Regions from separate parts of the Mus musculus genome. Here all the other regions are linked to region 2. Evidence: chromatin contacts called from public promoter capture Hi-C data. All regions are on one chromosome and are shown on one strand. Each heading gives the region's core, a stretch centred on a gene start, on an enhancer-like site or on the middle of the called end of the contact. The rest is flanking DNA. Distances are from core to core; before and after follow the strand shown. Region 1 holds the start of Tsc22d4 (TSC22 domain family, member 4). Region 2 holds the start of Nsun5 (NOL1/NOP2/Sun domain family, member 5). Region 3 holds the start of Map11 (microtubule associated protein 11). Region 4 holds the start of Irs3 (insulin receptor substrate 3). Region 5 holds the start of Zkscan1 (zinc finger with KRAB and SCAN domains 1). Region 6 holds the start of Taf6 (TATA-box binding protein associated factor 6). Region 7 holds the start of Cops6 (COP9 signalosome subunit 6).

The links. Promoter capture Hi-C pulls out the DNA fragments that hold promoters and counts their contacts.
Region 1: a contact with region 2 is called in a promoter capture Hi-C map of liver, with 5 times the contacts expected there. The contact joins the promoter of Tsc22d4 here to the promoter of Nsun5 in region 2. A contact is called at or near these places in 2 of 39 promoter capture datasets (both in liver).
Region 3: a contact with region 2 is called in a promoter capture Hi-C map of liver, with 5 times the contacts expected there. The contact joins the promoter of Map11 here to the promoter of Nsun5 in region 2. A contact is called at or near these places in 2 of 39 promoter capture datasets (both in liver) and 1 of 484 Hi-C or Micro-C datasets (CD4 T cells).
Region 4: a contact with region 2 is called in a promoter capture Hi-C map of pre-B cells, with 2.7 times the contacts expected there. The contact joins the promoter of Irs3 here to the promoter of Nsun5 in region 2. A contact is called at or near these places in 4 of 39 promoter capture datasets (hippocampal neurons, liver and pre-B cells).
Region 5: a contact with region 2 is called in a promoter capture Hi-C map of liver, with 3 times the contacts expected there. The contact joins the promoter of Zkscan1 here to the promoter of Nsun5 in region 2. A contact is called at or near these places in 3 of 39 promoter capture datasets (liver, neutrophils and pre-B cells).
Region 6: a promoter capture Hi-C map of liver shows a contact between it and region 2, with 5 times the contacts expected there. The contact joins the promoter of Taf6 here to the promoter of Nsun5 in region 2. A contact is called at or near these places in 3 of 39 promoter capture datasets (hippocampal neurons and liver) and 1 of 115 datasets of contacts at active chromatin or transcription factors (large pre-B cells).
Region 7: a contact with region 2 is called in a promoter capture Hi-C map of liver, with 2.7 times the contacts expected there. The contact joins the promoter of Cops6 here to the promoter of Nsun5 in region 2. A contact is called at or near these places in 5 of 39 promoter capture datasets (hippocampal neurons, liver, neutrophils and 1 more) and 1 of 115 datasets of contacts at active chromatin or transcription factors (large pre-B cells).

The regions. Positions count from the first base shown.
Region 1 is chr5:137,744,509-137,747,219 of GRCm38.p6, forward strand. Tsc22d4 (TSC22 domain family, member 4) reads left to right here and starts at 1,461. Exons shown (of 5, transcript NM_023910.6): 1 at 1,461-1,906; 2 at 2,340-2,711. The coding sequence starts at 2,608.
Region 2 is chr5:135,368,634-135,371,479 of GRCm38.p6, forward strand. It overlaps Nsun5 (NOL1/NOP2/Sun domain family, member 5), which reads left to right and starts at 1,320. Exons shown (of 10, transcript NM_145414.2): 1 at 1,320-1,443; 2 at 1,558-1,680; 3 at 2,608-2,782. The coding sequence starts at 1,351.
Region 3 is chr5:138,262,523-138,265,428 of GRCm38.p6, forward strand. It overlaps Map11 (microtubule associated protein 11), which reads right to left and starts at 1,530. Exons shown (of 11, transcript NM_153161.3): 1 at 900-1,530; 2 at 545-640; 3 at 325-454; 4 at 136-222; 5 at 1-12. The coding sequence starts at 1,310. Gal3st4 (galactose-3-O-sulfotransferase 4) reads right to left here. Exons shown (of 4, transcript NM_001347507.1): 4 at 2,399-2,906. The coding sequence ends at 2,771. It overlaps 6330418K02Rik (RIKEN cDNA 6330418K02 gene), which reads left to right and starts at 1,523. Exons shown (of 3, transcript NR_045821.1): 1 at 1,523-1,579.
Region 4 is chr5:137,644,222-137,647,094 of GRCm38.p6, forward strand. Irs3 (insulin receptor substrate 3) reads right to left here and starts at 1,493. Exons shown (of 2, transcript NM_010571.3): 1 at 870-1,493; 2 at 1-523. The coding sequence starts at 1,299.
Region 5 is chr5:138,083,560-138,086,632 of GRCm38.p6, forward strand. It overlaps Zkscan1 (zinc finger with KRAB and SCAN domains 1), which reads left to right and starts at 1,525. Exons shown (of 6, transcript NM_133906.4): 1 at 1,525-1,672.
Region 6 is chr5:138,185,760-138,188,610 of GRCm38.p6, forward strand. It overlaps Taf6 (TATA-box binding protein associated factor 6), which reads right to left and starts at 1,467. Exons shown (of 15, transcript NM_009315.4): 1 at 1,411-1,467. Cnpy4 (canopy FGF signaling regulator 4) reads left to right here and starts at 1,776. Exons shown (of 6, transcript NM_178612.4): 1 at 1,776-1,961. The coding sequence starts at 1,826.
Region 7 is chr5:138,159,595-138,162,475 of GRCm38.p6, forward strand. Cops6 (COP9 signalosome subunit 6) reads left to right here and starts at 1,508. Exons shown (of 10, transcript NM_012002.3): 1 at 1,508-1,588; 2 at 1,781-1,903; 3 at 2,080-2,211; 4 at 2,543-2,631; 5 at 2,728-2,790. The coding sequence starts at 1,519.

The DNA.
Region 1 (2,711 bases), core at 211-2,710, 2.4 Mb after region 2:
TTCATAATGATGAAGGGATAATATGGGACAGGTGGGAGAGGGCTGGAGATGGGAAAGAGCTGGTCTGTAGCCAGCTGGGATTGGTTCTCAGGTATACGCACGGGGTAGTTGTGTGGACATGGGTGTGTGTCCAAGCACTTGGGGAAGCAGAAGTGAGCAACTTCATCTTCCCATCTACCTAAGTGTTTATATGAGGGACAAAGATGAGAAGGTAGCAATGCCTGTTCTGGGCTGAGGAGTGGCTCAGCAGGTAAAAGTTCTTGCTACTCAAGCATGAGGACCTGAGTTCAAATCTTCAGTAGCCACATGAGAAGCCAGGCATAACCATGTGTGCCTATAACCTCAGTGTTGTGGAGAATAGATGTAGAATTATTGGGGCTTGCTGGATGCCTACCAAGCTATGCATTCAATGAGAGACCCTGAGTAGGACACCCAGTGTGGTCCTGTGGCTAACAAACACACACAAGTGTGTGCAACTACTCATTCATGTGCACACACACGCCACACACATGTCTACCCTACCACCAACAGCCTTCTTGGATAGTTTGCTTTCTCCAATTTTCCCTTTTTAAGAGAGGGAAACACCGTATCAGAGATTTGATTTCATATACTGGAGCAGGAGCAGGATAGACAGGATGGCTCAGTGGGTAAAGGGCCTTACCACCAAACCGGATGGTTGGCACTATTCCATCCTTGGACCCACATAGTGGAAGAGAAAACTGACTCCTTCAAGTTGACCTCCAGATCTACACATACATACATTCACAGTAAAAAAAAAAAAAAAAAAAAAAAAAAAAAAAAAAAATTCAAATATTGCAGCAAAATCCGAGAAAAGATATTGGAGGAATAAAACACGTTTGGGTACAGCTGATACTTGTTACAAGTCCATGATGGCGTGTATGGGCGTTCATTCTCCTAGTTCCTCTACTTTAGGGCATGTTTGAAAATTTTCATAGCCGCTCGCTTTTGAAAACAGAGTGGGGAAAGGAGTTTCTCGTGAATTTACGGTGAAAACCAGAGACGCTGTGACAAATCACAGCCAGTGGGTCACATTGACTATGTATTTATGGACAGTCAGGTACCCAGAACATGTCTGGCACGTTCCTTGAGACTCTTTTGGAGAACCTGCAAAAGCCTACAAGTAAGGGAATCCCTGGCCTCCCGCAGGCTCCTCCTCTTTTTCTCCGCCCTCATGCCCCTCCCTCCGAGGAAGAGTTGCCTGGAACCTGGCAGGTGTAGGGTTAAAGCAACCAGTTTGGGACCCGCAGCGGCAGAAGCTGCAGCAGCAACAGCAGCAGCTACAGCAGCAACTGTAGGCTGCGGCTGCGGCTGCGGCTGTGGCAGGCCTGGCTCCGGGCCAGCTGGCAGGGAGCCTTAGGAGGGAGGAGGGAGGAGGGAGGAGGAAGAGGGGAAGGAGGAGGAGAGGAGCAGTGAGCAGGCCCGAGAAGGCAGGACTTCCTGGTGTGGGGGTTGTCAACAGCCCAGAAAGAGAGCCAGAGACCCAGACCGAGACGGAGCGGAGCTGAGGAGCTGAGAGATACATCCAGTGGGGCCACGTGGGAGGAGCCTTGAGAGAGAGCCACTCAAGGGACTGGAGCCAGCGGGGGGCTGAGCCGCCCCCTCCCACAGCAACAGGGAAGACCCGTGGAGTGTTAACCGAGGCTGCGCCTGGGCTCCCCCGTGGAAGCGCTGGTTTCTTCTCGTCTCAACTGCAAACTTTCCACCGAGATGCCTCGCAGAGTGAGATGCGGACGCCAGAGAACACTGGGTAGCCCTTGATTGCTGCCTGCCGTGGCCTGCTCTAGGCCGCCTTAGGATTTAAAAAAAAAAGAGAGAGAGAGAGAGAGAGAGATCTTAGTCCCCCAGGTCTTCTCTCCAGCTCAGCTCGGTGGCCGAGGCCCGAGAGGTAGGTAGTTCTCCCGGGCTGGGCGGGGCGCTTGGCTTGGCGGGCAGTGCCTAACCAGCGATGGGGGAACTGGAATGGGGGTGGGGTGGGCTTGAGGCCCGGCAGAGGCCTCAGGGTGGCCCTTTCAGGGGAGGAGCCGATTCACCCCTGTGCCCCTGGCCATGGAGATACGTGTTGGGGACGAGTTTGGATCTCAAGCATGAAATGTCCAACTTTGGGTCCCAGCTGCTTCTTCCTGTTGTGGGTGTTCTGAATTCTGTCCCCTCTGCTCCGGTCTGTCATTTCTACTTGTCTCTGGGTCTCTAGTGGCTTTCTTCTTCCTCCCTCCAGTCGGCTCCCCCGAGAGGAAGCCCCGGAGGTGGTTTGGCCCCTGCTTTTTCTTTTGCTCACGTACACACACTCTCGCTCACTTTCTGTCTCTTTCTTTTTCCAGTTTGCAAGCTCAGCTTTGGGGTTTCAGCGGCGACAGCAGCAGGAAAAACCTGCCCCTGCCCCCCCCTCCTGCCACCTCCCCTCTGTACTCCAGTCACTAACCAGGCACCCCCAAGTTCCCACAAGGCCCTCCTGCCATGTCGGACCCAGACGTCCCCAGGGGCCCCGATGTCCCTGCCATGTGGCCCCCTTGTTCCAGAGGTGCCTGAGCCCCTCTCCAGGAGCCCAGCCCCTCCCCCACCCGAGCCCAGTCCGGAGCCCCAGGGACCATGAGTGGTGGTAAGAAGAAAAGTAGTTTTCAGATCACCAGCGTCACCACGGACTATGAGGGCCCAGGAAGCCCAGGGGCTTCGGATTCCCCTGTCCCACCGGC
Region 2 (2,846 bases), core at 70-2,569:
ACCTTTCTTAGGCCCAACTACCATTATTTTGATTGTCTCATGTAGTCCAGGCTGGTGTGAATTGGCTAGCCAAAGATGACCTCAAATCAATCTTTCTTCCTTTCCTTCCTTCTTTTCTTAAAAGATGTGAGAAGAGGGCATCAGATCCCCTTATAGATGGTTGTGAACCACCATGTGGTTCCTGGGAATTGAACTCAGGACCTTTGGAAAAGCAGACAGTGCTCTTAACCAGTGAGCCATCAGGAGCGTACCATCATGCCCGGTTTATACAGTGGAAGGATTGGAACCAAAGGCTTTCTGCCTGTTAGGCAAGCCCTCTATATAGATTGAGTCCCATCATTGGTCCTCCTCATCAATGTTGAGAATTGATCCCAGGGCTTTGCACATGCTAGGCAAGTGCTCTACTCCGAGGGACAATGTCTGTCGGCCCTATTAAACACCCACTTTTTTTTTTTTTTTAAACAATCTACTTTTTCCAGCGCTAGGGTCCCAGAGAGCCACATTTACTAGATGGGTGTTCAACAACTCCAAGCACACCAGTGGATTCTAGGCAGGTGCTCTACCACTGAGCCACGCCCCCAGCCCCTCCCTGGGGGATTCTAGGCAGGGACTCTACCACTGAGCCACGCCCCAGCCCCTCCCTGGGGGATTCTAGGCAGGGGCTCTACCACTGAGCCACATCCCAACCTCTCAGTGGAGGCATCAAGGCACGTGCTTTATTACTGAACCTTTCATCCGGTCACAGGGAGAGGCTGACACAGGACTGCTAGGAGAGTCTGCGTAGCCTTCTGAGTTCCAAAGTCTTAAAAAAAAAATTAAAAACTACAAAATAGCCTGGCGTGGTTGTGCACGCCTTTAATAAAAGCACTTGGGAGGCAGAGGCAGGCGGATTTCTGAGTTCGAGGCCAGCCTGGTCTCTACAGAGACAGCCAGGGGATACACAGAGAAACCCTGTCTCAAAAAAACAACAAAAACAAACAAACAAACAAAAAAAAAACCAATCCACAACAACAAACTACAAAATAGCTACACTGAATTCTAAAAAGAAAGTAGACTTTTTTCATTCTACATACAGGACCTCATTATGTAGCTCTGGCTGTCCTGTAACTACTTAGACCTAGCTGACCTTAAACTCGCAAAGATCCTTCTGCCTCTGTTTCCCGCGCGCTAGGATTAAAGGCGTGAGCCAGCCCGCTCGGATTTAGAGCCTAAGATTAATTTTTGGACGCTGAAAACGGAAAGCAGCGAACCCTTTGACTCCGGAAATCCGGTTGTACAAATTGTTGCGGCGGCCGTAAAGCCAGCCCGAGTTTTGCGACAGTGTCGTAGAGCGCTTGAGGCGGGGAGAGCATGGGGCTGTACGCGGCCGCCGCGGCGGTGCTGGCCGGCGTGGAAAGCCGCCAGGGCTCCCTCAAGGGGTTGGTGTATTCCAGCAACTTCCAGGTAGTGAGGCCGGGGGCTGGCAAGCCGGGCTGGGGAGCGGGGCTTGTCCGGGCGGGAGGGCGAGGCGAGGCGAGGCCCGCGTGGGGTGCAGCGGGTGTCCCCTGTGTCGCACAGAACCTGAAGCAGTTGTACGCTCTGGTGTGCGAGACGCAGCGCTACTCGGCCGTGCTGGACGCTGTCATCGCCAGTGCTGGGCTCCTTCGCGCCGAGAAGAAGCTGAGACCGCACCTTGCCAAGGTGAGCGGCGGCCAGAGGCTGTTACCCGTGCGTGGCTCTCACACTTCTTTCTGGGGTCCCAGTTGAGCTGGGTCAGATGTGACTCCCCTTGGAGCATTGCAGGAAGGGCTAAGTAGGACGAAGGTGCAAACTAGTAGTGGCTGAGGCTACCTACCGGACAGGGTGATGATGGCAAGGTCGGTCGGGGTCCAGAGCTCTGCTGGCGACCTGGGGGGTGGGGTAGGGTGGGGAGGGGGAGCTTCAGGCATGGGGCAGGACACGGGGTTTGCAGATGGCATTTGCTCTCGTCTCTTTACCCGCCTGCCTGGATGCCTGTCTTTTTGTAATGCTGGGAGATTGAACCCAGAGTCTCCAACAAGCCATAGAAGAGTTCTCCCACTGAGTCACACCCACAACACCTCATTGGACAGCATCACTAGACAGATGCTCTATTTTTGAGCAGTACCCCCAGCCCCTCACTGGGGGATTCTAGGCAGGTGCTTATTGCTGAGCTGCAATCCCTATTTCTTCTCTGGTGGATACTAAGCAAGCTTCCTACCCTACTGCTGAGCCACCGCCTCCGTTGCCTCCTCTTCCTTCTCCCCCTTTCGTCCTCTTCGGTCTTTAGAGACAGGCTTTCTCTGTGTCACCCAGGCTGTTCTGGAACTCACTCTGTAGATCAGGCTGACCTCGAACTTACAGAGAACCGCTTGTCTCTGCCTCTTGAGTGCTGGGATTAAAGGCACCATTACCCAGTTAGCTTGTAGTTTTCTTGCTTATGCATCTGATGTTGCTGGCATTATGGACATTTGCCCTAACATCATGCCATTAATTTCTTTTGTGATCTTGGGCAAGAGAACTCTATTGACATGACCATCTGGACAGGTACCTACTTCTCCCACTGGAGGGTTTTATGGTGTTAATAGTTTTGTGTTTTTTCCTGTCCAGGTGCTAGTGTATGAATTATTGCTGGGGAAGGGGTTTCGAGGGGGTGGAGGCCGATGGAAGGCTCTGCTGGGCCGGCACCAGGCAAGGCTCAAGGCTGAGCTGGCCCGACTCAAGGTTCATCGGGGTGTGAGCCGAAATGAGGACCTGTTGCAAGAGAGCTCCAGACCTGGCCAAGGTGACTTGGAGGCTGAGGGGCGGGAGGGGAGTGACCCTCAGAAGGCTCACCTCCCTCCCCACTT
Region 3 (2,906 bases), core at 280-2,779, 2.9 Mb after region 2:
AGCTATTCAGCACTGTGCGGGAACAAGCCCAGCTCAGAGTAGTGAGAACCCTCCTACCCCAACTCCACCTTTACCTAACATACTGGACCCATTCCCTTGCTGCTAGTCAAGCCTTGCGCCAGCAGATCTGCTCACCCTTGAGCACGGTCAAGTGCTTTCCAGCCACAGTGAACTGCCGGCATTTCAGAACTGGAGGGGGCAGCAGCGTCAATAGGGTGCTCACTGCAGAGAAAGGATGTGGCAGGAAATCAAGACCTCCACATCACAGTGTGGCACCCTCTAATCTACTCCTCTCCGAGCTCCAGCTTTCCCCCTCTCCCCCACCTTGGGCCTTGAAGGCGCTCTGTTCTCCACGGAAAGTCTCCCCAGGAGATCGAGTCTGTAGCAAGCGCAGGTAGCCTTGATCTCTGACTTCTGGTGCCTCGACCTCCCGCTTCCACACGGTCACTACAATCTAGGTACAGGAGCCATCGGACCATGATCACGAGGGGTCTTAAAATGTCATCTGAATTATAGGGCAACAGCCTCAGCTCTGTTATCCTACCTTGGCCTTGGGTGTCCCTGGGGGCAGTCTATCCAGTGAAACGGTGAGTGGGAAGATGACTTCATCTGTGGACACAATCGGTTCTTCCACAGGCAGCTAGGGGTTATATGAAAGGGGTGAAAATGTCAGGATGGCGGCAAAGATTCAGGCTCCTTTAACGTTTCTGCAAGACAGAGCAAGTCTTTATGCCCACCCCTTCTTGAAATCATATGCCTCCCGTCTTAGGTTCCTCTGCAGGACAGGACAATGCTGTCATCTGCCTCCTACATCAGGTCCCTAAGGAATCCATGCTCCAAACTATCTTTCTAGCTTCCAGCAAACCTCCCCTCAGCCCTTGTCACCCAGAGATCCTCACCGTGGTCGCGCCCCCTGAGGTAGCAGGGCCCTGGCCGTGGGTGAGAAGGGGGCTGCAACCTCGAAACAAACCCCCGCCCCCCGGGTCCCCTCCCCCCGGGGGGTCAGCATCCTGGTCGCCGGCGCTGCCGCACCCTGGCAGCGCTCCTCCTGCGCTGACCGAGGCCAGGGCGGCCAGGGAGGTCGCCAGCTCGGTCCAGGCCCCTCGGGATGCCAAGCCCGCGCCGCCCCCAACGCCAGCCCCCACGCTGCCTCGGCAGCGCAGCACCAGCAGAAAGCGGACTGTCTCCCCCAGGTACAGATGGTTGCGCCGGGGCAGCGCCCGGTACCGGCCCGGGTCCCCGGCCAGCTCGGCGCGTGGCGGTAGCGGCACAGCCGGAAAGTACATCGAGTAGTCGCATTGGGACTCCATTGGGTGGGGAGGACGATGCGACCCGAGACCGGGCCGGCAGGGAGCCACGGGACCGGGGGAGCTCGGCCTGCGAGTCCAGACACCGGAGGACCGCGGCTCCGCCCGGCAGGCAGCGGGACACACCAGCCTGGCCCGGAAACCAGAGAAACGAACCCGGAACCTAGACCCAGCAGCGCCAGACCAGGAGTGCGGGCGCTGAATGACTGGAGAGAAAGCGGAAGCGGAAGGAAGGGGGCGTGGCCTCCGAGGCTTCTTGGCTGAGTCGAGGGGTGAGTGCGGGCTGCTGAGGAACCTTTAAGGATGCTAGACTGGCTTCTTTGGGTAGAATTTATTTTTATTTGTCTCCGCCTCCCTCCTTTCCTTTCTTTCTCTTCTTCCCTCTCTCTCTTGCTTTCTTCCCTGACTTTCTCTTTCTGTTCCCTCTCTCCCACGCTTCTTCCCTTTTATGACAGCATTTCTTGTAGCCCGAGCTGGCCTTAAACTTCCTCTAAAGCTGAGGATGAATTCAAATTTTTGCTCCTTTTGCCTCCATTCTCCGGAGCGCTGGCATTACAGGTATGTGCCATCAGGTCTGACTTATGCAGGGCTGGGCGTTGAGCCCAGGGCTTCATGAATGCTAGGTAAGCATTCTGCAAACTGAGCCACACCGCTGCCTTTTTTTTTTCTGATATTTTGTTGTTGTTGTTGTTATTATTGGTGATGTGTGTGTGTATGTGTGTTACTGGAATGCCTGAGCCTCAACCTCATGCTAGCCAGTCGTTTTACCAACAGCTGTATCCCCAGCATTGAGGGAATACTGAAAGAAAAGAAAGACCCCATTACTTAGCCTAATTTCTGTCCAATAAAAGATTCTCCATCACTTCTCCTTTTAGAGCCCTACATAGAACAAAGAACTGGGGGCAGGGGAGATGGCTCTTTGGTTAAGAGCCCTTGCTGTTCTTGCAGGGGACCAGGGGTTGGGTCTCAACACCCACATGGTGGCTCACAATATTTGGTAACTCCAGTTCCAGGAGATCTGTGGACACCAGGTACATTTACACATGTAGGCAAAACACTCATACACATAAAATAAAATAAGTCTAATAACCTTTTAAAAAATAAGTAAACGTTTCGTAGCATTTATTCATCCAACAAATATTTTGATAGTGAAATTAGCACAGCTCCATAACAAATATTTCGTAGAGAAATGGACATATATCATGCCCCAAACTTTCTCTGTGTCGCTGTCATCTTTTGCCCCTCCAGGGGGTTTTGAGGAACTGCTACATGAATCTGTCTTGAGGCTTGAAGTGGCAAAGTTAGGGGTTGGGGGAGGCAACAGATTCTGCTGGGATTTCTAGAGGAAGTCCAGACAACAACAGTCTCATCTTAGAGCAAACTTCCTGTTCCTTCCAAGGGAAATACATACGCACCTAGAGGTCCTCCACCCGTCGCATATGTCCTAATTTGTAGTCTGATACCTATGGGGACAGTAGCCTTGAGGTCTTGAGAGGCGAGGAGACTGTAGGAGGAAACTGCTTAGCATCAAGTTTATCCTTATACTGTAGCTCTGGAGTAGCCAAGCGTTCACATTCCTCTTTGTCTTTCTGGTTTAGT
Region 4 (2,873 bases), core at 243-2,742, 2.3 Mb after region 2:
TCCTGCTTTGCTCGCTCACTGGGGCTTCTTGCTTGTGCTGCCGATGCAGGGATTTCATATGGTGTCGGGGTAGGAGCTGCAGGAACACTCTTTGGAGGATTTCCCTGTGGCGGTGGCTCAGCTTTGCCAGCTGCATTGCTCCCCAGCCGCTTCATGGCAGCCAGGACTGTCTCATGAATGCTTTGGGCCACCACTGCATCAGGAGCCTGCAGCCAGAGCTCACCAGGACCAATGGGCGCTGAGCGCCCGAGTTCCAGGAAGAAAAAAGAGTCTGCGTGGCCACAGCGGCGCACACTGAGCAAGGACAAGCGCAGGACTGGTGGTGGCGTTGCCCGGCTGTCTCTGGAACCTTTGCTTCCAGGCTTTCGCAGGAGGCTCAGGGCCCCAGAACCCAGGCACAGGCGATAGCTGCCGCTGCTCAGGCCTTGTGCTCTCCCCAGCCCCTTGGACCGCAGTGTCACAGGCCAGACGTCCTGGAATGGGGCGAAGATCCAAGACTCAGGGGCCTCTTGGGGACTGAAACCTGGAGAGAATTGGCAAGTCACCGGGAGGCAGGGGTTGGGGTCACCGGGTCCCAGGTGACCAAGACGTTTTATACGTCTTTTTTTTTTTTTTTTTTTTAGCTTAAGATTTGAACCTCAGGCCGGGCGTGGTGGCGCACACCTTTAATTCCAGCACTTGGGAGGCGAATTTCTGAGTTCGAGGCCAGCCTGGTCTACAGAGTGAGTTCCAGGACAGCCAGGGCTACACAGAGAAACCCTGTCTCGAAAATAAAAAAGATTTAAACCTCAGTTGATCTGAGGGAAATGGGTTCAAGATAAACTAAGTCGGCAACCCCCTGACCTCCCCGTCGCTCACCCAAGGCTCACCCATAGCAGTAGCAGCAGCGGCTGCGGCGGTGGCGCGCACCTCGAGCAGGGCGCTGTACCATGCTTGCTGCTCTGCTTCGCTGGCCGCCGCCACGCCCAGGCTGCTGTCGCTGGTATAGATGACGATCAGGTGGCGCTGACGGGCATCCGCGCGCTTGCTAATAGTGCAGGCACCCTCCAGGCTAACGGTACGCCGGGGTCTAGGTGGGCGGCAGCCGCTGGCCAAGAACTTCTTCTCGCTCTCGTAGCACTCCAGGCGTGGTGGGTCAGCGCGCAGCACGAAAAAGCGGCGGCGCTGGGACTTCTGCTTCCTCAGATGGCCACAGAGCCGCACGTCGGGCAGGCAGGGCCAAGGAAACGGTGAGCCGAGGGACACGTCGGTGCACTCGCCCCCGGAGGAGACTGTGGGGCCCGTACCTGCAGGCTTCATTTCCAGCCAAAGACAGTAAACTGTCCCCAGAAGGACTGATTTGAATGGGTCTGGCCCCCTGAGCTACCACCCGCTTGGAACAAGTAGCCCTGGGAAACTGCAGCCGGCCTAGCTGCCCTGCATCTCTCCACGCCCTCTCCTGACTTGGAGTGAACAAGGAGCCTGTACACAGGAGTGCGTGTGTCCCAGTGGCCAGTGACACCAGGACTCCTAGGTCTAAGGGAGGCTGACCTAGCTGGGTCAGCCTCCTTGTTGGAATCTCCACCCCTTCAAGTTAACCCTCCCACGCCCGAGTGCAGGAATTTGAGTTTAGGATTCATAGGCTAGAGTAGGAGCCCTGCACCGCTGGGACCAAACTTTCACAGGGGCGGGGAGTGAGGGGGGGCATCTCTACCAATCAGCTGACTGGATGTGGGGGTGGAGGAGTACCGCCAGAGGCAGCCCGGGGCAATCTCGAAAGCCAGAAAGCCAGGGTGCAGAAGAAGCGGCTGTGGTTAGCAGTGATGGCACTAGTAATTAGAAGAGTGGCCTGGCCTAGCGGGCCATCCTGATAGCGGCAGTTCTCCAGGGAGGAGCCTCCGAACTGAGCCTCTAGTTGTATAGGTCCTCAGTGTTCTTTCCTTTCCTACCCAGAGATGATCTTTGTGTCTTTGCTTCTGAGCTATCTGAGTTTGGGTTGATGGATACCCCAGGATAGGAAAACCAAACTAGATTGGTCTCTGGTAACCAACCGCACCCCCACCCTCTCCAGATTCCCACGCATGCAAATGTCCACTGAAGGATGTGTGAAAGAGGACTTAGTCTCTCAGAGACACCTTCCTCAAAGTGCCCCTGACCACCAGCCAAATGCCAACTTGAACCTGATGGTGGCTGTGGTCACAGGAGCTGGGATCCTGTGGCAGACGTCCTGGTGAGCCCGTGTATCCTGAGAGGTTTGGGTGGGGCTGGAGATCATAGGCCACAAATGCACATGCTTATTGGAGGCTGGAAGACAACCTCTCGTATTCCTCAAGAGCGATCCCTCTTGTTTTTGAGACAGGCTCACTAGAACTTGTCTAGTAGGTTCGATTTGCAGGCCTGGAAGGCCTCAGGCCTATCATATGTCTGACTCCACTTCCCCTGCCTGAGGTTACAGTGCATGCTACCACACCCAGCTTGGAAAATAGTACGTGTGTTGTACAGGCTGTCCCCTGCATGTGGTCAGAGGTCAGCTTTTGGAAGTGGGTCCTCACCTTCTACCTTTTTTTGTTTGTTTGTTTTTGTTTTTTCGAGACAGGGTTTCTCTGTATCGCCCTGGCTGTCCTGGAACTCACTTTGTAGACCAGGCTGGCCTCGAACTCAGAAATCCGCCTGCCTCTGCCCCCCAAGTGCTGGGATCAAAGGCGTGCACCACCATGCCCGGCTAGCCTTCCACCTTTTTGAAGCAGGGACTCTCTCTGCTGCCGCACTGTGTACCCCAGGCATTTAAAGATAGTAGTGGCCATTATTTTTTTAGGCAGGGTTTCTCTGTAGCTCTGGCTGTCCTGGGACTCAGAGAGCTGCCTGCCTCTGCCTTCCGAGTCGTGTCCTGTTGT
Region 5 (3,073 bases), core at 275-2,774, 2.7 Mb after region 2:
TTATTTGCAAATGCTTGTATATTTTATTGCTACCTGCCAAGTGTTTGTGTATTATTATCTACCTAGCTAGCTATTTGTTCCTGTAAACGTGCCTAACTAAATTCCCTTTAATGATTAAGGGGATCAGAGTCCACTCTAAGATTGTCACAAAGACATGGATGACAACCCCACTACCTGACCTACAAAAAGCTGTAAGAAACTGCCAAGGGGACTGAACCCTTCAAAGCACAAGCGTGCTTTGTAGTCCATGCATGAATAAAGGTTTCTCCTACTTCTCCAAGTGAATGGCTGGCTCCTTGTTTCCTTTAACAATACTGCAAATAGGGGAAGGTGGAATTGGAGGATGACTTGCCTAAGGCGGTTTTGGGTGTTTGGTTTTGGACCCCAGAAGAGGGGACTGAGATGAATATTTTACATATCAAAACAGACCTGGTCTTCAGGTTCTCCCAGCATCCCTCAGATCCTACCTGGTATACCCTGCCCCCAGCCTTGAACTTTCCATCCCAGGGCTTGGGCTGCCCTTCCCCAGAGACTCTTCCCTTTATAATCCAAACATTTTGCTCTCCTCCTTCTCCTTCTCTTCTTTCTCTGCATGTAAGCCCTTTCTCTTTCTGCCTCCCCTCCCATTGCAACTCTCCTGCCTCAATCCTTGGGGCCAGTGAACTCTACCAAGAGCAGCTTCCCAATAAACCTGCCTTTATTATAATATAATCTAGCCTGAATGGGCTCGTTTCACTGGCGGAGAAATAACCTATCACTGGGAGAAGGGGGGCTGATATTGGGATGTAAAGTGAATTAATTAATAATCAATTAATAAAAAAGGAACAATACTTCAATTGCTTTTTAATTTTGGAGTATTGTTTTATAAAGTTATCTCCCCCATGCTGTATGGTCTCTTCCTTGTGGACTTGCCTTTGATATAGAGCCTTCTATAAGGTGGAGCCTCATTTCTGTATTGCCCACAAGGCAAAGAGATAAAGGCAGTAATTGTTGAGCGTCTGTAATTCCTCTGAAAGATCCTTTTAAAGTGCTATAATAGCATATTCTACAGAACCAGTGTAAGTAGCTTGTTTACTGAAAGATAGTCTTTTATCCTCGGGCCACATATCTGGAAACACCATGCACTCAACTGGCAAACCTCACCAGGGCTGATCTGTGAAACCAGACACCCCTGGCTTGGCTTTGATCTAACTCCATCTACACCCTTGCTTCAGCTTCTCTGCCACAGGCATACAATTACTATTATTGATAACTGCCCAAGATGGAAAAGATGGGGAAGAAAGTAACAAATATAGAGCTGAAAAATACTACATCAGGAAAAAAAAAAAACCTGAACACCCTAAACAGGATCACTTTATCTCTATCTGTCACCTCTGGAATTGAAGACAGGCAATCAGGGCTGGGGGGGGGGGGGTGTTGGGTAGGGAGACTCGGAACAAGAAATTCAGAAACCGAGATGCAAAGTCCTCCCGTGTTCCTAGAGGAGACCCGGAAGCTCAACTCGATCCCGGAAGATGAGGTGCTGACCTACTTCCGGTCTTTGTGACTCATTGTGCCTGTGGCGAGGTATTGGGAGGGCCTATGTCGGTGTGCAGTGCCCTTCGGTCGGGTTGAACCCAGAGCAAGCTGTGCTTGGTCGCCCGGCGTCCCCAGGCCGCTCCGGAGACTCACGGTGAGTCTCATGGCGGACTCTCGGAGGACGGGCGGGCTGCGAGGGTGGACCGTGTGACCACCCGGGGGGACTTGGAAAGGAGCCCTGCGGGGTCCCGGCGGTGCTCGAATCTCTGGGGTCAGTGGGGAGCTCTTTCATGTCATCATCCTTGTATAACATTTCTGAGGACAAGATCACAAATGGACGTGATCCCCGTGTCTGGATTCTTCTCCCCCTCCCCCCCTCCTGTCGCCATTTGCTGTGGTTGCAGGGGAAAGTGTTTTGTGTGGTTTTCGTTTTATTGCTGTCGTTTACTTCTCCGGGCGTCTTGGGTCCTTGAGAATCTTGAGATAAACGACGCGGAAGACCTTGAGCTCTGTACAGGTTTGAGGTTCCGAAAACATTTCCGGATCACTTGCTTTTCTGTCTTTCCATCTCCCAACGCTGAGCGAAAGCGCTGGCGGCTTGACGGTGGTTAAAAGATCTAGTAGAAATTAACAGCCGGCTGTCAGCTTTATGCAATGCTTCAAGACCTCTTGCTGGTTTAAGCCTGTTTAACTGTGCTATCTGGGAGATTAGTGGAGTGTTAGTTCACCTTGCTTGATTGCAATGAGTGAGACGTGAAGGGTATCTGGGAGAAACCACACTGGGCCAGTAGGAGATTGATCAGCTTAATGACCTTAGATGAGATTAGACATTTGCCAACTGTCAGTTTTATTATCCATAAAATTAACTACCTTTGCTCAAAAAGGTTCTTCAAACTTGAAATGAGTGGAGTTGGTAAATGTAATTGTAATTTAAAAAAAAAAAAAGGCAGCTCATTTAGTTTGAAGTTCCCCCTTCCTTCCCCTCCCTACACACACACAGCACACACACACATTGATTATAGAGAGTGGCTGTTCCATGGCCTGGGACCAAAGAAAGCATTTATTGTACAGGGCAGTGCTAGGCGGATTGAAAGCAGTCAATAAATACTTGTTGGAATTATGAAGAATTCATTGTAACCACATCAAGTGAAGTTACTAGAAAAGCTGGCCAAATGTGGGAAAATACCTTTATTATAAGGAAACTGTAGTGAAGAATTATCCAGATGTTTTTTTTCTTTCAGGTTTGTGTCCTCTTTCAATTACCACACAAGATTCTTACTTGTTATTTTATTCAGGATCATCTTTGTTAACTTACAGAAATGCCTGCGGCTGAATGCTATTTTCTTTTGTTGATCCTCTACTTCATGTCTCCATGAAGGAAACAGGAAAAATTTCAAGTGCATTATACTATATTTAGATACAACCAGGCCAGTGTACTAAGTTTTAAATCTTAGCTTTTCATTCTGTGGTGGTGTTGATATTCTTTAGATAGATTAAAAAAAGGGGGGGGCGGGGAGGGGTCTCTCTAGTTCTGGCTGAAAATCTAGCCACTGCC
Region 6 (2,851 bases), core at 217-2,716, 2.8 Mb after region 2:
TCTTTTCTCTCATATCTCTGATCACCTGCCCCGCCCCCTCCCACTTTACCCTGACATCATTCTCCTTGCTGTCCTTTAAATCTGACAGACATGTACTTGGCTTTATAGCTTTTGTTGTGTTCTTCCTAAACGTGTTTGGCTGACTACCTGACCCCACCCACCTCTCTTTAGGGGCAGGTCTCCTATAGCCCCACTGGCTTCAAATTCACTAGGTAGACAACACTGGTCCTTTGGCCTCTACCTCCCAAGTACTGGGATTGCAAGCACATACCACCATGCCTGGCTTTACCTGTTTGCTATGTTTTCTTCTTCTTCTTAATAATAGTGATATAATATGTATATATATAAAATCACTCTAGATTAAATCTAAGACCTTCCACATGTTAAACAACCCTTCTACAATTGGGTCTCAGGCTCGTCTGGAATTCATCCCGTGGTCTTGATTTGGAGAGCCTCCTGCCTTTTACAGCTGTTTACCACCAAGCCTGGCTATTATTTCTTCTTGTTTATTATCCTTACCCCACCAGTAAACAAGAATATGTCTGTTATGTTCACTGACCTATCTGGTGCCTAGGGCATTGTTAAATATATGAATAAGTCTTTTTTTTTCTTTTTTTCTTTCCTTTTTTTGGTTTTTCGAGACAGGGTTTCTCTGTATAGCTCTGGCTGTCCTGGAACTAACTTTGTAGACCAGGCTGGTCTAGAACTCAGAAATCCGCCCGCCTCTGCCTCCCAAGTGCTGGGATTAAAGGCGTGAGCCACCACTGCCCAGCATGAATAAGGTGTAAGTGTTCACTAAATACTTGGTATAACAATTACCAAAATGAAAAAGACACAGACTCAAGCTTGGAGTTTACTCTGTGGTTAAAAGGAAAGGAGCTTGCCTGACACTGGACATGAAACCAACCTCAAGAGTGTTCAGAACTGAGTGCTAGGGACTGGTTCTTTTCATTCCAAGTCTTCTCAGACTTTTGTTAAATCTTGTCTACAGGAAATACAATTATTCAGCACATACTCTGTACCTGGTCGGGTCCCAGTCCTCTGTGGTGGTACCCTTGCCACTAAGGTTTCATAAAACACTCTAGCAGCCTCGGGAGTTTCTCAGATCAGTGGAAGCGACAGGAAGACTTCTTAGAGAAGGGATAACTTGAGCTATATCTTTACATCATTTTTCTCAGCTAGGGAAGTGATTCGAAGATTACCCGGGCAGCGCTACAGGAGGTTCACAAGCCACTACATCGCCCCACCATCCTTCCAGTGCAGTCACGCACAGGGTCCCCACGAGCACGGACACACAACCAACCGTCTTCTTCCCAGTCCTCACATGGGCCCTTTCAAAGGGTCTCCTCACGGATACACCTCAGACTTTCCCCCGCCAGCCAAGCACCGGGAGCAGTAAAAGCCTCTCACCGCTGCCAAAGCGCCGCTCACCCGGCGCTCGGCGCCATCTTGGCCCCGCCCCCTGACAGGAGTAGGTCCTGGCAGAAGCCAAAAAGTTATCACTGTTCTTCCCTATGTCAAAATAGACCATATCGTTTCACAGTCTGAAATTATATAAAAATTTCATTCTACGTGCATGTGTAAAGATCATATTACTCTATTCTAATTACTTCAATTTGTATCTTCATTACCCAGCTGTCAGGACCTTCAGAAGGCGCCACAAAACTGAGCCATCACGCTCCACCCACTTTCGGGCTGGCTCTGAGCATGCGCTGACCGTTCTATGATTTTTTTTTTTTTTTTTTTAAAGCTTGCTGCGGGCTTCGCCTAAATTTAAAGGGCCCGCTGCCTTCCAGAAGTTGGTCTGAAGGCAAAGGGTGGTTGTATGTGTGGACTGCGTTTTATCATGGGACCTGTGCGGCTGGAGATACTGCTTTTCATCCTGGCAGCGTACGGTGCTTGGGCTGAGGCGACAAAAGAGGAGGAAGATGACACAGAACGTTTGCCCAGCAAATGCGAAGGTACAGAAACGGAGTAGTTGCTATTTACATCTCCCTATCTACCTCCTGCCTCTCTAACTCTAGGCTGAATCAAATGGGCTAGGATAGATGGATCACTAGACTGTCTTGAAAGAGGTTCTGTTGGAGCTTGGTAACACTTGAATGGGAACAAGGGAGGGAAAGCAGGGTTAAGGTGGCACTACATTTCCCAGGTGGCATCCAGAAGGATCTAGGTTTTTCTTGCGGGCTTGGGCCCCAATGTATTGTGGGAATTGTAGTTCAAGAACCTGTAACGCTGGCTCTATGGAGCATCTTCCTCAGTCGTTTCTCTCCTTGTTAAAAATCTGGACAATCTGCATGGGTGGGGTGTAATACTCATTCCTTATAGGCATACTGAGTCCCGCCCTGGCAGAGACGCTCTTAAATTACAGGCCTGATGGCCCCCTTTAGGGGTTTTAAAGGTGAGTAAGTCCCCAGCTGAAGTTCATAAAGAGAAGATGAAGACACCACACCACTTAGAAGTTGCCCATCGGTGTGAGGCTTTGCAGATGGGGTGCACTGTAGGGATTTTACAACAAGCAGCATGGCCTCTGGCTACATTAGTAAATGCCCTCCCCCCAACCACCCCTCCCATCCCCAACAGGGAGGAAGCCAGGTCACTGAATAAATATCCTGTGGCTCCCTAACTCTAACTTTTTCTTTGGATTCATTATTGCTTCACTTTACACCCAACAACATGTTTTTATCATTGACACCCATGACTTGATTCTAATCTCTCACTTATTTTTGCATCTGTGTCCCCACTCTTCTGAGTCGGGGTGGGGGTGGAGACAGGGTTTCTCTTTATAGCTCTGGCTGTCCTGGAACTTGCCTGTAGACCAGACTGGTCTCTAACTCCGAAATCCACTTGC
Region 7 (2,881 bases), core at 258-2,757, 2.8 Mb after region 2:
AATGTAGATGAACCTGAAAGCATTTCCAGCGTGACAGGAAGGGAGCCCTTTCCCTAGTGGAAGGACTACTGCGAATCAGTGCAAAGCCATGATTGGTCCAAAGCACATACTTCAGTGACTGTGATTAGTAAAAAAAATAAATAAATAAAAATAAAAAGTAGCCCGGGCGGTGGTGGCGCACACCTTTAATCCCAGCACTTGGCAGATTTCTGAGTTCAAGGCCAGCCTGGTCTACAAAGTGAGTTCCAGGACAGCCAGGGCTATACAGAGAAACCCTGTCTCGAAAAACCAAAATAAAAATTTAAAAAAATGGCTGTTATTGGCCCCAAATGAATGATTGTGGACCAAATACTCTTTCTTGGCTATTTAAGCAGGTCGCTTAGCCTTAGTTATTGTCCAAGTAGGAAACGTTTTCTTTTATTTTTATTTTTATTTTTATTTTTTTTATTTTGGAACTCACTCTGTAGACCAGGCTGGCCTCGAACTCAGAAATCCGCCTGCCTCTGCCTCCCAAGTGCTGGGATTAAAGGCGTGTGCCACCATGCTGGGCAAGTAATTGTCTTTTTTTTTTTTTTTTTTTTTTGGTTTTCTTTTTTGTTACAAGTAATTGTCTTAATCACTGTTCTATTGCTGTAAAGAGACACCATGACCAAGGCAACTCTTCCCCTCCCCCCACCTTTTTTTTTTTGTTTGTGCGACAGGGTTTGTTTGTGTAGCTTTGGCTGTGATGGAACTCACTTTGTAGTCCAGGCTGGCCTTGAACTCATGAGGTCTGCCCGCCTCGATTAAAGGCTGTGATTAAAGGCGTGGGCCACAAGCCCTCCCAATAGCAGTTGCTAAGTTGTGTAAAGAGGTTGTCTTGAAACTGAAGAAGCTGAACAATTCAAGAGTAATTACTACTGGGGAGATGGCTCAGGGGATGAAGTGTTAGGACCTGAGTTTAGATCCTCAGTACATCGTTTTAAAAGCTAGGCATGCTGGGTATGGTACACACCTTTAATCTCAGCATTCAGGAAGGAGAGGAAGGCGGATCTCCTAGAAGTCTGCCTAGACGAATAGCAAGTTCCCACCAGCTGGCCAACATTGTAAGACCCTATCTCAACAAACAAGTGATCAAGTCTCTATAGATTATATGCAACATGAAAAATTTTATATCCTGAATAAATTGTCTTCCCCATTCCCTTTTACAGCCTTTCCTCCTTTTGATCGCAATTTTCTCTGTGTTTAGTATTGACAGTGTATCCACTTGAGACCTGGAAACTAATAGCCCTCCTTGGGAGGTAAAGGCAAGAGGATCAAAGTTCAAAGCCATCTTCAGATACACACTACAGAACTCATGGCCAGGCTGGTTTACATGAGAACCGCTAGCAGCAGCACAACACGCAGAGCACCCTGAGCTACTAAGTACTGGCAGCTGCCCCGCCCATTAGCAGCACCAAGTATACACTGAGCATGCACCGCTCCCCGACGGAAGCCGAGAAGGAAAGGGGCGGGCCGTGGCTGGCGGGCGCGGGGAAAATGGCGGCGGCAGCTGCGGCGGGGGCGAATGGGAGCGGAGGCAGCAGCGGCATGGAAGTGGATGCAGCAGGTAACGGGGTGCGCAGACCGACTTCTGGAGTTGCCCTTGAGAAGTGGTCTTGAGTACTTCTTAAACCTGTCCCAGGATAACTTGAGGGCAGCGATGGACGGCCGGGCTCTGCTGGTCCCCTGCTTCCATGTCTAGGGGAAAATGTGTGGGCCCGAGCTCTCAGCCGCTATGTTTTCCTTTCACCTTTAACAGTCCCCAGCGTGATGGCCTCCGGAGTGACTGGGAGTGTTTCCGTCGCTCTTCATCCCCTTGTCATCCTTAACATCTCAGACCATTGGATCCGCATGCGCTCCCAGGAGGGGCGGCCTATGCAGGGTGAGTGTTGTGTGTAAATCTCAAAATCTCTTGGAGATTTCCTCCAGTCACTCCCCTGCGCCCTTTCTTCCAAATTATTGTTTCCCCAGTCGTTGATTCACGCCGACTCGGGAAAGGTTTTCCGAGACGCCTGTTCCTCACCTAGTTTCCTTGCGCTTCTGTTTCTCTCCCCTTAGTGATTGGGGCTCTGATCGGGAAGCAGGAGGGGCGAAATATCGAAGTGATGAACTCCTTTGAGCTGCTGTCCCACACCGTGGAAGAGAAGATTATCATTGACAAAGAATATTATTACACCAAGGAGGAGCAGTGTGAGAGGGGAATAGAAGTGGGTGGGGAAGGAAAAGTGGGAAGATTTTTGTTTTGTTTTGTTTGTCTTAAAGAATAAAAGGCCTGAGGATGTAGGGCAGTGGGGTAAAGTGCATTTCCTAACATTCGGGAAGACCAGAGTTCAATCCTCAGTACCATATAACCCAGGAGATAGAGGCAAGAGGTCAGAAGTTCAAGGTTAGTTAGGTGTAGTTATTTTAAACTGACCCAAAATATGAGGAGGGAGGGGAGAACCGGAAAGAACACACCAGGCCCATCAAACTAAGGAAGAGAGGTTTAAAGGAATATTTACTCTGGCCCCTTCTTCTCCAGTTAAACAGGTTTTCAAGGAGCTGGAGTTTCTGGGTTGGTATACCACAGGGGGGCCACCTGACCCCTCAGACATCCACGTCCATAAGCAGGTATAGAAGCTCAAATATGTGCATGTTGGGGAAATGAACAGAAGGTTAGGGGAAGAGGAGATACTGACTCTTCCTGGGCTTTGCCTTATCTTCTAGGTGTGTGAGATAATTGAGAGTCCGCTCTTTCTGAAGTTGAACCCTATGACCAAGCACACAGATGTGAGTGTTGTTGACCCAATGTCCCCTTTTTCTTGATCATCTGCCACTATGCCTTTGCTCTAATTTACCGACATTATGTGTATTAGAGAAA